Regions from separate parts of the Pan troglodytes genome. Here region 1 is linked to region 2. A link is a contact called in public HiChIP or PLAC-seq data. All regions are on one chromosome and are shown on one strand. The core of a region is the stretch at or near the end of the contact, and the rest is flanking DNA. Distances in the headings are between cores, read along the strand shown.

The links. HiChIP or PLAC-seq counts read pairs in DNA pulled down with a chosen protein or histone mark.
Region 1: a contact with region 2 is called in an H3K4me3 HiChIP or PLAC-seq map of stem cell-derived excitatory neurons, with 2.3 times the contacts expected there. The contact joins the promoter of ERO1A here to the promoter of PTGER2 in region 2. A contact is called at or near these places in 1 of 7 Hi-C or Micro-C datasets (stem cell-derived neural progenitor cells) and 1 of 1 datasets of contacts at active chromatin or transcription factors (stem cell-derived excitatory neurons).

What each region holds. Positions count from the first base shown.
Region 1 is chr15:50,706,215-50,709,224 of NHGRI_mPanTro3-v2.0_pri, reverse strand. It overlaps ERO1A (endoplasmic reticulum oxidoreductase 1 alpha), which reads left to right and starts at 1,384. Exons shown (of 16, transcript XM_509950.8): 1 at 1,384-1,735. The coding sequence starts at 1,622.
Region 2 is chr15:50,314,933-50,317,978 of NHGRI_mPanTro3-v2.0_pri, reverse strand. PTGER2 (prostaglandin E receptor 2) reads right to left here and starts at 1,422. Exons shown (of 2, transcript XM_016926089.4): 1 at 1-1,422. The coding sequence starts at 836.

The DNA.
Region 1 (3,010 bases), core at 135-2,634, 390 kb before region 2:
AACAAACAAACAAACAAACAAACAAAAAACAAAAAGTAAGGCCAGGTGCAGTGGCTCATGCCTGCAATTCTAGCACTTTGGGAGGCTGAGATGGGTGGGTCACCTGAGCTCAGAGTTAGAGACCAGCCTGGCCAACATGGCAAAACCCCTTCTCTACTGAAAATACAAAAATTAGCCGAGTGTGTGGTGGCTTACGCCTGTAATCCCAGCTACTGGGGAAGCTCAGGCAGGAGAATCTCTTGAACCTGGGAGGCAGAGATTGCAGTAAGCCAAGATGACGCCACTGCACTCCAGCCTGGGCGACAGAGCGAGACTCCACCTCAAAAAAAAAAAAAAAAAAAAAAAAAAAGTAATCCCAGCACTTTGGGAGGCTGAGGCGGGAGAATCGCTCTTGAGGAGTTTGAGACCAGCCTGGGCAACATGGTGAAACCTCGTTTCTACTAAAAATAAAATTAGCCAGGCGTGGTGGTGCACGCCTGTAGTTCATGCTACTCAGGAGGCTTAGGTGGGAGGATCGCTTGAGCCCAGGAGTTCGAGGTTGCAGTGAGCCGCGATCGCATCATTGCAGGCCAGCCTGGGTGACCCAGGGAGACCCTGTCTGGAAAAAAAAAAAAAAAGCGGATAGACTAGTCCCAACTCTGAATGTTAAAAGACCAGGACTGGGTATCAGAGGACCTCCAATCCTTGCTCACCTTACCTCACTTCTCTAGGCCTATTTCTTCCTATCATATGAGCGGGTGGCTTCCACCCTCGCTGTCTAATACAGTGGGCACTAGCCAGCCACATTTGACTATGAAATGGGTCTAGTTCGCATCCAATACACACTGGATTTCAAAGACAAAAAAAGTCAAATATCTTATGAATAAACTTAATGTTGGTTATATTTTGAAATAATATTTTGCACATTCGGGGTTAAATAAAAATATTTTAAAAATAAAATGTACCTGTTTTTACTCTTCTGCTGTGGCTACTAAAAATATAAATGACATATGCTGCCCTGGTCTAGATGCTCTCTAATATCCCTTTCAGCTTTAAGACTCCGCCGGGAACACGGTGGACACGTAATTCGTACGATTTGATTGTCTCGCATTGAGATACGGAAGGATTGGCCGGGAGTGAGCGGGCTGGGGCTGGGCGGGGCGGCGCGGGGCGGGCACCCCCCGCCCCCCAACCCCGCAGGAAAATACAGGCCCCTCCGGCTTTCGCTCTCGCTCTGGGAACTGGAAGGACCCCCGACTCCCGCGCAGGGCCTGGGGTTGTGCGCGCCGGGTTGCGTCTCCAGGCCGGGGGCGTCAGGGAGCCGGGGGCGGGGACGGGCGCGGGCGCAGCGGACCGGGCGGGGCCGAGCCGGGAAGCTGGTCGGTGCGTCAGCCTCACGCGGCGGGAAGGAACCGGTCCGAGGCCCCGGGCTGCCGGCGCGGGCGCCGCGGCACGTCCACAGGCAGGGTCGCGAGGTGGCGATCGCTGAGAGGCAGGAGGGCCGAGGCGGGCCTGGGAGGCGGCCCGGAGGTGGGGCGCCGCTGGGGCCGGCCCGCACGGGCTTCATCTGAGGGCGCACGGCCCGCGACCGAGCGTGCGGACTGGCCTCCCAAGCGTGGGGCGACAAGCTGCCGGAGCTGCAATGGGCCGCGGCTGGGGATTCTTGTTTGGCCTCCTGGGCGCCGTGTGGCTGCTCAGCTTGGGCCACGGAGAGGAGCAGCCCCCGGAGACAGCGGCACAGAGGTGCTTCTGCCAGGTGAGCGATGTGCGCGTTGGTGCTGAGGGTCCCGGCGCCCTCCGCGGCGTGCACTGTCCCGCACGCCCTGGCGGGTGAGCGGCTGGGGGTGCGTCCTTGCATCTCTTCCCACCGGGAATGAGACTCCGGTGCTGCTGCCCGGTGGCCGGGACTGAGTCTGGCTTGGCGTGGACCGGGCCTCCACGGCAGCCTGGACGTCGCCGCGCCCTCCGGTGCCTCAGACCTGGAGAGGGGTTGGGTGCACGCGGTTGAGTGGGTTTATGCATCTTTGTTGGTCTTATCTGCCCGGGGAGAGTGTGCACAGTGTATAATGCACTGCCAGTATTTGCTATTTTCACAGAACCTGGATCTTTCTCACTTCTCTCTTGACCAGGAACTTGTGTACCCAGTACCTGTGCTGCGTGCATTTCGCCAGCCTTTCTGGCTAAGACGTTTGTGGGCTGATCTCAGATTTCGATGTTAGGCGGAAGAATGGCTGCTTGCGGTTTTTCTGTGTGTAAGCCCAACTACCTGATGTCTTTGGGACTGCAGTTGCCCTCTGGTTTCTGGTCCTGTGTGCTCTTTTTCTCGAATGTAATGAGATTCTCTTATCGTGACACCCGTTAAGCTGGTACGAATTGGGAGGAAGGTCCTTATTCTTCAGTGCACAAGTTTAATTAAAAGCGGATTATGATCATTTCCTTCTGTAAGAGATGTGGTTTCTTGAGCAAAAAATTGAGAGAAACTTACAGTTTTCCATTATCTTCAGTATCTAGTATTTCAATGTGATTACTCTTGTCAAAGCCACTTTTTGGTTGACTCTGTTGATAAAAATTACGTTTTATACAAAATTAAGGGTTAGGCATCCATGTTATTCCTAAGTGGATTTTGCTATTAATTTATTATCAGAAATACCATTTTATGTGTTTAGGGGCATGATACCATGTCAAAGGAAAGATGCATTTAAATATTATGAAAGGTTTCTCTTTCACTACTTTACATTCTTGGATTTTGTTGTTTTGCTGAGTGATTTGGGAGTTGAGGTGAGTGTTATCTAGGAAACTAAGGGAAGTTGAAAGAAAATTGCTACTTTACAACTGAGACATTGAAAAGTCCTTTACCTTCAATCATTACAAACGACACACAATCAAGTACTTAACAGGAAAAAGGGTCATTTTTCTTCTGATTAGAAATATAACGCAACACCGAGATTAAACATTTAAAAAATAAGATAGAAATGTGACTTTAAAATAAAATACTCTTTACGGAAAGAAGATGTCCAATGTAACATTTTCA
Region 2 (3,046 bases), core at 173-2,672:
GGCAAGGAGCAGACGGCGAAGGTGATGGTCATGATAGCCAGGAGAATGAGGTGGTCCGTCTCCTCCGCCATGGACACCCTTTCCCCTCTCCTGCGGGCCCCGGGGCCGCCCCGGCCACTGCCCAGGGAAGGTCCGCAGCGGCTTCTCCGGCTTCGGCGGTGCATGCGGATGAGGTTGAGAATGACGCTGAAGTTGCAGGCGAGCACCGAGACGATGAGAAGCAGCAGCAGGGTGGCGTACAGCTGCAGGTAAGCGGTCCGCCCGTGCCGGATGAAGCACCAGGTCCCGGGGCAGTACTGGACGTACTGCCCATAGTCCAGCAGCGGCAGCGAGCAGAAGAGCAGGGAGACTGCATAGATGACAGGCAGCACGGCCAGGCCCCCGGAGCGCGAGACGCGGCGCTGGTAGAAGTAGGGGTGCCCGATCGAGAGGTAGCGCTCCAGGGCCATGGCGAAGAGCATGAGCATCGTGGCCAGGCTGAAGAAGGTCATGGCGAAAGCGAAGTAGGTGCACGCGCGGCTCTCGGGCGCCAGTGCCACCAGGGTCTGGTTCCGCGCGTACGAAGCCAGTACCACTGGGCTGATGAGGCAGGTCCCGAGCAGGTCGGTGAACACCAGCTCGGTCACCAGCACGTGGAACAAGGAGAGGGAGCTCCTGCGGCCGGCGCTGCACCCCACGTCCCCCCGCCAGCGGCGCGCCAGCAGCGCCAGTGCTATGAGGTTCCCCAGCACCCCGGCCGAGAACATGACGGAGCTGATGGCTGGGCTTTCGCCTGGGGGAAGCCACTGTCGCGTCTCGCAGTCCTCAGACCGGGAGTCATTGGAGGCATTGCCCATGGTGGGGTGCCTGGAAAAGAGATGCGCCCTCCTCTCCCGGCCTTTACCTGGGAGGAAGAGGGTCTGAGAGCCGGAGCGTTCCGAGACTCAGAGGAAAAAGGGGAGGGACCGAAATCCAGAGCCCCCTTCCCGCACCCAGCGCGCCGACGGCGGCTTGCCCTGGGTCTCCCGCCGCGCGCCGAGTGGCAGCTCGGCTGCTGCATCCGAGCGGCGCTCGGGGCTCCCGCGCCTACCCGCGCGGGCCAAGGCCGGGAGCCAGAGCCTAGGGGAGCCGTCGTCTCCGCCCCCGCACTGTCGGGGGGCGGGCCCAAGAGTGCTGGCCAGGCCTTGCAAGTGCGAGTGTCCGCGAGCTGCAGGGGAGGCAGGACGCGTCACACTCGCGGGGGCGTTCCGAGTCCCTGGGGCGCGCCGGCGGGGAGGGAGAGAAGGAGTCTGAGCACCCGCTGGGCGCGGCACTGGGCAGAGGCGCGCGTGTTGCCGGTGTACTGAAGCTGCCCGCGACCGGCGGGAGCGGCGTTTCTCGCTTCCTCGGGGTCCGGTACTCGAAGCGCACGGCAGTCTGACCTCGGCTGGGAAGCGTTAAGCCCCAGCAGAGGGCTGGGAGGGAGTGCAGGAGCACTTGCGGGGTCTGCGCAGAATACACAGAAGATCGGGGCAACGAGCAAAGCAAAGCAACTCACCAAACAATGAAGTTAGGAGAACCCAATCCCGTGAAATGAGCGGAACAAGGGAATAACAGTGCAAAGGCAGCTTGAAGTAAGACCAGAATGTTTTGCTTTGTTTTTACTATTCCCAGGAAGATACACTAAGAGGTTGGGACAAAAATTGGGATGAAGCGTAAAGCAAGTGTGTCCATCCAAGGAACCAAACCACACAATGCGCACCACCGAGCGGCCTGTTGCACTGCCGCTTTGATTCGGTTACTAGCATTTCACCGTTTCCTATGTCAACAGCATAACGGATAACCACTTGTTTAAGCAACCATTAAAAAAAAAGGAGTGTTTCTTGTACAGAATTGTGTTTGTGGATACAACATGAAAACCATTGCACATCACTGTTCTGTCCTTAAGCTGAGCCTTGTAAGAAAATGTTGATATTTTGTTTAGCCGTTTATCTTTACATGTTGTTAACCACGTAGTATCCATCCAGAAAGACTTGTTCCTGGCAAAGTGTATTGGTAAGTGGCCAGTTTCAGACTGGAGCTGACAGTAATGGTTTCCTACCACATATTGTCATAATTGCAGAGTCGTGAAAATGGGCTGATATTTAACACAAAACAAAACAAAATCCAGTTTGGCAGACAACATAGGTAATTGTGTTCTGTAAGAAGTCACATTCACTTGGGGAAGGGAGGCCAACTGGGAAGTGAAGGGTCTGATCTGCCTAGGGAACTGGCAAGAAAGACAGTCACAACGTGGGAGGAAGCAAAGATTGCCTGCTGAAGAGCCTATCTTGCTACAGCCTGCTTACTCTCCATGAATATTTTTTGCTAACTTTGATGATTCTGGCCTGGGGATTGGAATGCGGAGTTGGGGGGGTGGTCCCACTAGGAGAAGCATAATTTACTGGATCGCTTGCAAAGTTTACAGGCCTGTTTTCACATGTCAGCAGGCACTACTTCAATCCCTAAACTTCTCATGGCATGGATTCCTAGGAAAGAGGATCTTAACTCCTACAGTTTTTCTTTCAAGCTGTAAACTCTGCAGGTCAGTAACAACTTATTACCAATCTTTGCCATCCATCTCTGACTATTCCCCTACTCCAACATTCCCCCATCTCACCCCAAGCAATGGGGAAACATCAAACTTAAATCAGAAGTATTTCTTAATAGGAAAACACTATGATTTATAGCATAATTCTGCACTGCAGTTTTACTATTAAATAAGGGATTTTAGATTCACTGAATTTGCACAGTGCTTATTTTCCAAATATTTTTATACCTTTTTAATTTTCATAAGGCCCCTCACAACAAAAACCTACTATTTAACCTTTCCTATATATTTGTCTCTAGTTTTTCTTTGGATGGGTACCTGGTGGCAGGCCGGTCCCTGGTTTTTGTGAATACGAGAGCAAGAGTGCAGTTGAAGATCCTCCCCCAGGCCCCTGCCCCCTTGTCTTCCTAACCCCTGACTCAGTCTTGCACCACAAGGAGTCTTGCACAGAAATATGTGGAGAGTATAGTTCAATATGTGGACAGTATAGTTCAATAT